Regions from separate parts of the Triticum aestivum genome. Here region 1 is linked to region 2. A link is a contact called in public Hi-C data. All regions are on one chromosome and are shown on one strand. Each heading gives the region's core, a stretch centred on a gene start, on an enhancer-like site or on the middle of the called end of the contact. The rest is flanking DNA. Distances are from core to core; before and after follow the strand shown.

What was found. Hi-C and Micro-C count contacts between places; a contact is called where the count stands out from the background.
Region 1: a Hi-C map of leaf shows a contact between it and region 2, with 2.8 times the contacts expected there. The contact joins the promoter of LOC123111938 here to the promoter of LOC123111937 in region 2. A contact is called at or near these places in 2 of 5 Hi-C or Micro-C datasets (leaf and an unstated tissue).

What each region holds. Positions count from the first base shown.
Region 1 is chr5B:378,203,736-378,209,056 of IWGSC CS RefSeq v2.1, forward strand. It overlaps LOC123111938 (phospholipid:diacylglycerol acyltransferase 1), which reads left to right and starts at 2,218. Exons shown (of 6, transcript XM_044532821.1): 1 at 2,218-2,978; 2 at 5,240-5,321. The coding sequence starts at 2,494.
Region 2 is chr5B:377,489,409-377,494,594 of IWGSC CS RefSeq v2.1, forward strand. It overlaps LOC123111937 (protein Brevis radix-like 1), which reads right to left and starts at 2,632. Exons shown (of 5, transcript XM_044532820.1): 1 at 2,223-2,632; 2 at 1,590-1,990. The coding sequence starts at 2,378.

The DNA.
Region 1 (5,321 bases), core at 968-3,467, 710 kb after region 2:
GTGGTCGGATCTAGAGGGAAGGTGGTGCATGAGGCATTTGGCAGCAAACTTTTACTCCAAATTCAAAAACATGAATTGGTTCAAGTTATTCAAGAGGATGTGCATGCAGAAAATTGAAGATGAAATGAATGCGATCTGGGCAGGTGTCAATGGTGAGATCGAGCGCGCGACCTTGCCGTAGAGAGAAGACCGGAGGGGTCGTAGGACGCCCATAAATTTGAGCCAGTGGATCCGCGAGAATTCCACTGATTTGTACAAGTGGGCGTAGGCTCACGACACCGGGGCTCGGTATGGAATAATGACCAACAACATGTCAGAGGTGTACAATGGTGTTCTTAAAGAGGTGAGAGCCTTGCCTATCACAACCCTAATTGAAGAAACTTGGAACCGGACCCTGTCATATTTTGCAGACAGGGTCATCGTCGCCAATGCACAAGTTGAATTGAATAAGCCATGGTCTGAGAAGATGCAAAGACATCTGGACGAGAAAGCAAAAAAGTCCCAAAGCCATGGCTGCAGGAAAGTGGACGCACTTAGGAATAAGTGTGAGGTCAATGTGCGAGCCAAGTACGTTAAGGGTCACCACAGAGGATAAAAAAAGCAAGTTGTCACCCTCGGCCCAACGTCCTGTGAGTGCACTTTTAACAAGCCCAAGCTTGAGGGCTACCCTTGCAGTCATGTGCTCCCAGTTGCTATTGCCACAATTCAGTTCTCGCAACTTTATATACTTGCTTTATGACAATAATAAATTATGTAATTTTTATTCGATGTTGCTATTGCTACAAGTTGAAATTGCTAACATGATTTGTGTTGAACATTTCCATAAAGACTGAAATTGAGGCCAAAAGAATTGTTTTTTACAAAAGTACTTCAGTTGTGAATAATACATTTGTTTCTATCGACACCAATGTCCGCTTTCAGTACACATTTCATCCATCTTAAAAATTCCCTTCGTATATCTACAACACAATGACTCCTAATGTTAAGGTTGACATGATACGAGCACAATGTCAAGGCCATCTGTATTGATCCGGTGCCCATTCCCCACCACTATGTAGACGCCGGTCTACAGGTGCATGATGTTCGTGCGGGACTGCACATGCCAGGACAGGAAGTCATTTCTTTGCTATTGCCGCCCAGGAACAAAATGCATACGAGGGCATATGAAAGTTGTTGGATGACCGGAATACGTGCTGAAACTGACTATCCATATAGAACAAATGAATGATGCATGCGTGTTGAAATGCGATGACGTCTCATGGCGGGAGTTCCAGTCGCAGTCATGAACCATAATCATCACGCACGACACAACCTGAAAGTCGTCATGGTGCATGGCGTGGTTACTCGTCACCTAATTGCACCCTAATGACATGTTCCTTGGGGTAGGCGTGCTAGGGAGCGACAAAGGCAATGAGATGTCACCTAATGAACGAGGAATCGTACAACCATTAGATTATCGCCAACAGGGAGAAGGAGGATCATCATTTCAGAAGAAGGACGATCTTGCTAGGATCATTAACAAAGCGAGGTGCATGGGGTTTTAAGGGCGGTAGAAATATTTACAAGAACACAAGTCGGTGGATGATTGGACATGCCAATTGATAACATGCTAGCTTTATAAAAACTTATATGTGGCATTTGGAGTAAAAGCTTTCCCTCATGGCTCATGCTACCCAGATATCCCTCGCGTCTGGTTAAAGCCGCCGTTCTAGACAAGATATAATTAAACCTTAAAATTTGCGACTAGTAATATTTGTCAAAATTTTAAAACAGATACTTAAAAAGCGATGTACTCCCTCTATCCCACAATATAAGAGGTAGTTTTTCAAGCGTTGGATTCCTTAAATAGTTGATGAATATATATTTAAAAGAATCTAAATTATTTTAAGTCCATTATTATATGAGAATGGATCGTGCTCTGCACCTTCATGCAATGTACAGTAAATGGCAAAAGGAAAACCGTGCCAACCGAAAGATCACGTTTTAGTAAAAACAAAACCCAGAAAGATCACGTTTTGGCGAGGCTCTGCTCTGGTTGGATCGCCATTATCATTTCTGCAAGCTACGCCGGTCCCGCTTCACCGTCCCCGTCCTTGACTGCCACCCGTGGGCCCCACACATGTTCCAATCAATAGAGGCAGGCGAACTCCGCCCCCACCACCTCACCCGCACCGCGTCTTCACGAACCACAGACCCGTCCCGTGCCACCGGGCCCACGTAGGCAGGCACTCGTGGCCAGCTCGGCGCACGTACATCGGGCGCAGGGATCGCTCCGGTGCGGCGCGACGGTCGCCTACGGCCTCGAGCCTCCTCCCTCTCCCGACCTCACAAACGCTAGCCCCGCGAGGCCGCCCCGCCCCTCCCGACCTCGCCCCCTCCGCCTCCTTGGGCCCCGCCGCCGGCTTAGGGTTTCGCGGGCCGCCGCCGGCGATGCGAGTGCGCCCGCGCAGGTAGCCCCGCCCCGCCCGCCGATCCCATTCGCCCGCGCGCGCCATGTCGCTCCTACGGAGGCGGAGGCAGCAGCAGTCGCCGCCGCCGCCCTCGCCGGGCGACGACAGCAATGGCTCCGACCACGACGACAAGGACAAGGGGAAGAAGCCGGCGCAGGAGCAGCCGTCCTCCTCCGCCTCCGCGCCGCCGTCCAAGGAGGCCGGCCGGCGGGCCAAGGGCAAGTGGTCGTGCGTGGACAGCTGCTGCTGGCTCGTGGGCTGCGTCTGCTCCTCCTGGTGGCTGCTGCTCTTCCTCTACAACGCCATGCCGGCCTCCTTCCCGCAGTACGTCACGGAGGCCATCACGGGCCCGCTCCCGGACCCGCCCGGGGTCAAGCTGCAGAAGGAGGGGCTGCACGCCAAGCACCCCGTCATCTTCGTGCCGGGGATCGTCACCGGAGGGCTCGAGCTCTGGGAGGGCCACCAGTGCGCCGAGGGGCTCTTCCGGAAGCGCCTCTGGGGCGGCACATTCGGCGACGTGTACAAGAGGTCGCTTTCTCACCTGTTAGGTGTTGCATTCGCATCCGTCGCGTGTCCGTTAAGTCTCTACTTTGTTTGGTCGTTATTAGGGCTGCTTTAGTAATCCACGCTAGGATCCTTTAATAGAATGAGTCCCATGTTATTCTTTTTGGCTTGCTTTGTTGTTTGTCGAGCTTTTGGGAATTGTTTTGGCAGAGTTAGGACTTCAGGACAGCAGTCTGATTCCATAGGCTGTCAATCCCTCGTGTTCTCTAACGCCCTTTCCGTAGATTTCTTTTATATCTTATTAATGTATCTGAGCTGCAGGACTAGAGGTTCGTTCCAGATCTTCTGAAATCTGGGTCAGGCTGCATGATCCCTCAAAATGCCAAGGTGCTCAGTCAAGAACTGGGATTTAGGTGCTCAACAGAAAGTTGGTTCCAAATTTGGATAATTTTTATTACTTTCTTGATGGTTGTTTTGTTACCGTGGAAGGATTATAATTCTTGGTAATCTGAACTTGATTTGTGTTTCTTAAGCTAGTTTTGTACTGTTTAATTGTGTAAGTACTTGGATATTTATATGAAATGTTGGGTGTGACAATCACTTTCAGCTGCCTTGAAATGCTGGTTTTTCTTGCTAGCATGGGAGCAGGATTTGAGTGGGCAAGATGTGACTTCGAGAGCTGCATGGAGTGCACATGTTTTAAAACTAGGCAACATTGTGTCCCCCACTGGCTATGAGGGGATGTTGATATAGGAAAATTCTTGTACAAGAGAAATCTAGATTATGTGTGTTCAGGTCCTTTAGGAGAAATTACAATTTGCATTAGACAAAGCTTTTGATGTAGTCATGGGATGCCTTGTACTCCCTCCGTTCCTAAATATAAGTCTTTGTAGAGATTTCACTATGAACCACATACGGATGTTTATAGATGCATTTTAAGTGTAGATTCATTCATTTTGCTTCGTATGTAGTCCACCTAGTGAAATCTCTACAAAGACTTAGTAGATATTTACATCTGACTGTTTCATTATTTATTATTTAAATACTCCTTTTCTGGAAGGTATATGTTGCTTACTTTCTGGTGAGAGTAATAACGTGATCCCTGAACAGCATACCTGTTATTCCTTCTAAGCCTTGTGTTGGTGAGTTATCCCTATGTAGGAAAAGTAGATCACTAACTTTGCATTGAAGTAACTGCCTTTATTTACAGTCACATTTTGGCAGGGGCGGTAATCTTGGTGCTCTGCTTGTTTGCAGAACTTCGGATTCTACAGTGAAATATCTGTTTAGAGAAAAAGGGAAATATTTAATAAGCCTAATTTGAATCCTAAAACCTATATGCTGGAAAAAATAAGTAATGCAGTCTTTTAGTGCCTCTTGGAAAATTAGCAATCTTGTTCAGGGGCTTGTGTGTCGTGCTTTATATGACCTTAAAAGTTCAGCGCACTAGCAACTTCTTGTGGGATTAGCTGTTACTTCCTCTGTAAATTAATATAAGAGCGTTTAGATCACTAAATAAGTGACCTAAACGCTCTTATATTTGTTTACGGAGAGAGTACATGGTATGTGGCATTGTATGTACTTTGTCGTAAATACCTGCATTAAAACGTCAGTCTGAACAAATTTAATATCCTGAACCCTGTTACCAAGAATGAAGTTGATAGTTTACAAGTAGAAGCAGAGTCTAAGGGCCAGTTCTTTTGAGCAATTCTTCCAGAATTGACCCCCTCCCCAGCTTCTCCCAGAATTGCCACTTAATATTTTTTTACAATTCCTAGCTAATTAGACCTTAACTAGCTAGGAATTGTAAAAAAATATTAAGTGGCAATTCTGGGAGAAGCTGGGGAGGGGGTCAATTCTGGGAGAATTGCCCAAAAGAACTGGCCCTAAATTTCTCATGGCATAGCTTCAGTCTTGAAACTGAAATATCCATGCAAAGCTAGATGCTATACTGCTCCCTGTAACATGGATTAACCCGAGAGTTAGTTTCACTTCATTTGATGCTGTATTATAGTCACTACTGCTAAGGTTACATGTTACAGAGTTTGTTACTTTTGTTTTTTAGTTTATTATTTTATCTTTTCCAACTCTTTCTACTGAAGGGGCTTTTGCCTAGAATAGGTGCTCTTTATGTTTTGCCTGCAGTCATCAAAACTTACTTATCATAAGTTGGTTATTGTACTATTCTCCTTCATTTTGCTAGAGCACTCTTTTAGGTATAGTTATGCACTATCACAGACCTGCTTCTGCTTGCAATCTCTTTAATCCTCTTGAACATTTTTCAGGCCTTTATGCTGGGTTGAACATATGTCATTGGACAACGAAACTGGATTAGATAAACCAGGAATAAGAGTTAGGCCGGTCACA
Region 2 (5,186 bases), core at 1,382-3,881:
CAATCCTTCCTTTAATTGCCATGACGTTCTCGTCCGTTTTAGTTGGGAATCAAATTCTTCCTTTTCTAATTTAGTAGCCGCAACACATTGAAGCCTACAGATCTTTCCTTTTAATTATCCTACCTTTTTATCTCAAGTCCTTCCTTTAATTAGGCTCATCTATTTGAATATTCTATTTATTAAGACCACAATCTTTCTTTTATTTATTTCACCGGTTTACCCATAATTCTTTCTTTAATTATCCACATTCGTTTAAATATTTTGTTTAAGCCCACAATTCTTCCTTTAGCTCAGTTGCTTAATTAGCTCGCCCTAAACACGAGGGCTGCCACTTGTATATTTAGAGCGAGTTGGATTAGTAAATGTGAATGGCACATAGATCATTGGTTGTTACATCGAAGATCCAGACAGGAGGTCCTGTGATCAATTCCCACAATGTTGATATATTTTTACCCCAACTATTTTTCGTGGTCTGTATGAAAGCCCATAAAAGACCCATCAACGTACAAGTACCTGGCCCAGAAAACGAAAAGGACTAAACCAAACCAAGAATACCTATTCCCTTTAATAGTAGGTATAGATGTATGAATCAAAATTCTAAATCTGACAACTCTATAACATGCATTCTGACACATCTAGAATTCAACCTGGCTGGATCACGCCGGAGGCTAAATCTAGAGTTGACAATGAGTTTTCACTGCTATTTACAATGTGCCCGATTGTTCTCATTAGAGAACATCCAGTTGGAAAATTTAAAAGAACAAGGATTTACAAACTATAGAACACATAAGAATGGCAAAATAGGGTGGCAGAAAAATCGTAGAGTATTATGTAGTACTATTGCACATTAACAAAAGTGCTGCAGTCAAGTGTCCATGTTGGATGGCTCTCCTGATAACCCGGTGTGGAGGACCCAACTAGTACATATCAATAAGAAGGCCACCAGCCAAGCAAATGGCCAAAGAAGAGAAGGAGCAGAATTTTTCTGTTCCAACGTCTTTCAATTAAGCTGCTGTATTGGATACCCAGATAGGATGTAGCTTGTGGGCCTCTTTGTGTCTATCCCATGATAATACCACCTCTTTGGTGGAGAGGAAGCATCATCGCCAGCACAGCAGATGTATCATTTTCATAGCCTAAAGTACAAATGTGCAAGCTGGACTTGCCCCCACATAGGACTGGTAAGTTCAAAATTCATAGCAAGTTGATGCACTGGAGCTTCTATGATTCTAGCGTGGGCAATTCTAAATCTACTGGCTCCTCACACAACATGCATTCTGACACATCTAGACTTCGACCTGGCTAGAGCACGTGAGGGGTTAAATGAGGGCCTATTCTAAAGTCAATACGCCAGATTGTTCCGGTTTACAGCTCATCCAGTGTGTAAAATCTCAAGGGATTTACTATCTATATATAGGAGGATCTCAAATCTCGATCACATTTTCTGAAAATGCAGGAGGATCTCAAATCTCGATCACATTTTCTGAAAATGTAAACTAAGCCAACAAAATATTTTCCAGCCAGCAATCAGAGTAATGCACTGGAGAAAAATGCAAATAATGCAGGCGCAATCGCGTAAGAGCACACACCTGAATCGGATGCGTTTGAGGTCGTTGCCACCTTGCGGCAGCGAGACGAAGGTGATGAGGACGCCGGGCTCCACCTGCGCCACCCACTCCTTGGCGTTGTCCTCCTTGCCGCCGCCGCCAGATGACATCCCGTCCTCCTCCTCTTCCTCCTCCTCGTCGCCGGCGGGGAAGTCGGTGCGCGCGCTCATGGATGGCGTGGCCTCCCCGCTAGAGCCCCCGCCCGCAGCGCGCCGGTAGGCGTAGTGGAAGCGGTCGGAGCCCGAGGCGGCGTCGGAGCCCCGGAAGCCGCTGCCGCCGCGGTGGTGGTACGGGTGGTGCCGCCCCGAGGACCCCGCCGAGGAGCCGGCGCAGGGCTTGCAGTGCCGGTACGCGCCCGACGCCTTGAGCGCCATGTCCTTGATCTGAACCCAAGAAAATCCCCCGTCAATTCAGTCCCACCCGATCTGATGATTACGACCTCGAGACAAGATTCCAAGACCTAAAAGGCGTAACCTTCCAGACAGATTCAGACGAATTTAAAAGGTCGTCATCTCCTTTCGGCGGATGAACAGAACAAGAGAAACAGAACAAAAAATCGACATTTCAAGCACAACTCCAGTGGCAAGAGATGCAGGCACAGTCCCGGGAGCCCACCTGCGCCGTGAGCGCCTTGATGGCCTGCCGGGTGCTGGGCGTGGCAGCGCCGCCCACGCCGACGCCGGCATCGACGACGTCCTCGTCCTCCGGCGGCTCGTGCAGCGGCGGCACCCCGCCGCCGAGCTGCCTGGAGCAGGCGATGCACGTGAGCATCCCGCCGCCGGCGAGCACGAGCACGCGCGCGCACGCCCCCTCTGACCGACGGACAGCGACAGACCCGGAAAGCGAAACCGGGAGCGGCGCGCGGCCTTAAATGGTGGGGCGGCACGTAGCGTAGCGCACGGACGGCGACACGGGCGACGACGTGGCGGAGCAAGTACAGGCGCGCGCACGCCCCTCCTCGCCTCCGATCTCGAGCTCGAGTTAAGGGCATTAATGGCCGGATTAGTATATATCGCGGTTTTAATAGCAGCAGCCGCACTGCGGCACGAGCCAAGTGGGATTTAATTTATGGAGCGGCGCCTCCACTGTGGCTCGACTGGATCGACGGACCCATCAATGTAAAGCTTCCCTGACACGCCCCTGGTGGGTGGCGGGCCCCCGAGGGGCCGCGGCCGTGTGGCCACTGGCAGGAGTAGCAGTACTGGCCATTGCCATTGCCATTGCCATTGCCAGCAGAGAGAGAGAGTGAGAGTGAGTAGTAGCAGCGGCAATAGTAGCAGAACTTTTTGTTTGTTCGTGTTTCGACGGGGGTTCGGGTTTTTTGGTGGTGGGTGAAAAGGGTGAGGCGAAAGGTTCGGATATGTCGTGAGGAGTGCAATTTTTCCTTCATACTATGTGCAGTGGTTTCATATGGACTCCCGGGGGTTAATTTTAACTTAAGTTCCTGACTCTCAGATTCGCCTCGAGAGGCGTGCTCTCCAGCTCAAACGATCTTCTGAATCTCTTTTGCTTAAATATTCATAGGCTCATTCCCACCTTCGGCGCCTGGTTTTGGATCATAGTACTAGTTTGATTGCCACCGTTACCACGATGCTTTGGGTACTTGTGCCGCTCTAGACGCCTCCGTGCATTCTATGGGCAAGCAAACCACAAGAATCGACCGTTTCCAAAAGACCCGCGATATAACTTAACTTTAGCAGTAACATCGAGTCCAACTCAACAAATTTGCTTATGTATCAATGAGTTAATGAGGAGAGGGATAGTTTGAGTAACTTAGTTAGTTACTGTAACATCACATGTCTCAATACAATATGAGTCTACTCCCTCCGTCCACGAATGAGTGTACATCTAGCTTTTATTCTAAGTCAAAGTTTTAAAATTTTGACCAACTTTATAAAAAATAGTAGTAACATACATGGCATCAAATTGGTATATTATCAAAGTACATTTCAAAACAGATCTAGTGATACTAATTTAGTGCCATAAATGCTTCTACTTTTCCCTAGAAAGTTGGTCAAAGTTTTAAAACTTTGACTTAAGACAAAAGCTAAATGTACACTTATTCGCGGACAGAGGGAGTATAACCTAGTAAATTAAGCTTTGCATGTTAGCACACTTAGGTTACTACCCACTATGAAGGCAGTAACATAGTCTAGTGATATGTGTATGTTAGGCTAGTCATAGTAGGAGTAACTTAGCAAGTAACATAGCGCACTCCGAAATTTTTTTGCTTATGTGGCATGTAGTTAATGAGAAGTGGTAACATAATATGTTACTGTAACATAGCGCTTTTCAAGACAAAATGAGTCTACAAGCTAATTAATGAGGTCCTCTATGACACTACTACTATGTTACTTTGCACTATGAAGATAGTAACTTAGACTAGTGTCATATGCATGACACTAGTATAAGTTACTCCCCACTATGACCAGCCTTACTCTCTACTGTGGCTGGTCGGAAGAGAAATATGAGAGCATCTATAGCCGAGCGTCTCAAAGTCGCTTCATACATCTGAGCGGGCTGCTTGGTCACTGTCCGGTCGTAAAATTTTGATCCAGATGGCTCCCTCAAACGGTCCTCAAATGCCCGGGCTGACCGGCACCCCTCATATTCAACCCAAATATGAGGCGGATATGGGTGCCCGGGCTCACCAGGGCACGCCCGCCACGTTGAACCCGACCAAGGCTGGCCCACCTGACCCCACACATATTCCTCCTCATCCGCTCGCCAGACCAAAACTCTAGCCACTCCACTCCCCTCCGCCACCCAAACTCGTCGCAACAGCATCGTCGTCGACGTTCGCAGCTCGTCCCAGGACAAATCCATGATCAATCTGACGTCCATCGGCACTGTTCGGGTTCCGGGCTCCAGAGAGGAAGACTAGGGCATGGGAGACGGCGACGCCTTGAGTCCCGTGAGCCGGCTCGTGTCCCATGCCCTACTCTACCTTGTCAGCGACCGGACGAACACTCTAAGGAGCGCAGCTGGCCGCCGAACATGGCTAGGGCGGAGCCTGGCGAGCTGTAACACCTCGGATGCAACTTTCCATATTCGTAACTCCAACTCTTGCCTTTTCCGGAGATGTGATATGATATTTCCTTCGTGGTTGGGTTTTTGTCTTTTGTTTTGCTTTTTGTTCTCGTTATGCATCTCGTCTCATAGCATCATGCGCATTGCATCGGCATCGTTTTCATAAAACTTGCATCCGTCCGGGTTTCCCCGGTTCTCTCCGTTGTCCGTTCTGAGCCCGACCACACTCGCACGCGCCCGCGGCACCTCCGAAATATTATTTTATAAGTGGCATAAAAATGTTCTCGAAATGGGTTGCAACTTGTGGTGCGGTCTTATTATAGTGTAGGCAGGCCGTCTGCCAAGTTTCGTCGCATTCGGAGTCCATCTGATAGCCCAACCGTTAAATGTATAGCGGTACCGTTACCGGTACCTTTGTTGGATGTTTCGGTCTTCGAAACTGCCACCAGGCCTCTCTCTCTTTTCTCTCTTCTCAGCCCAAGGCCTTCTACACAGTCACTTGCAGCCCACCTAGCCATCCTACAACCCTCCCCCCGACCGGAGCCATCG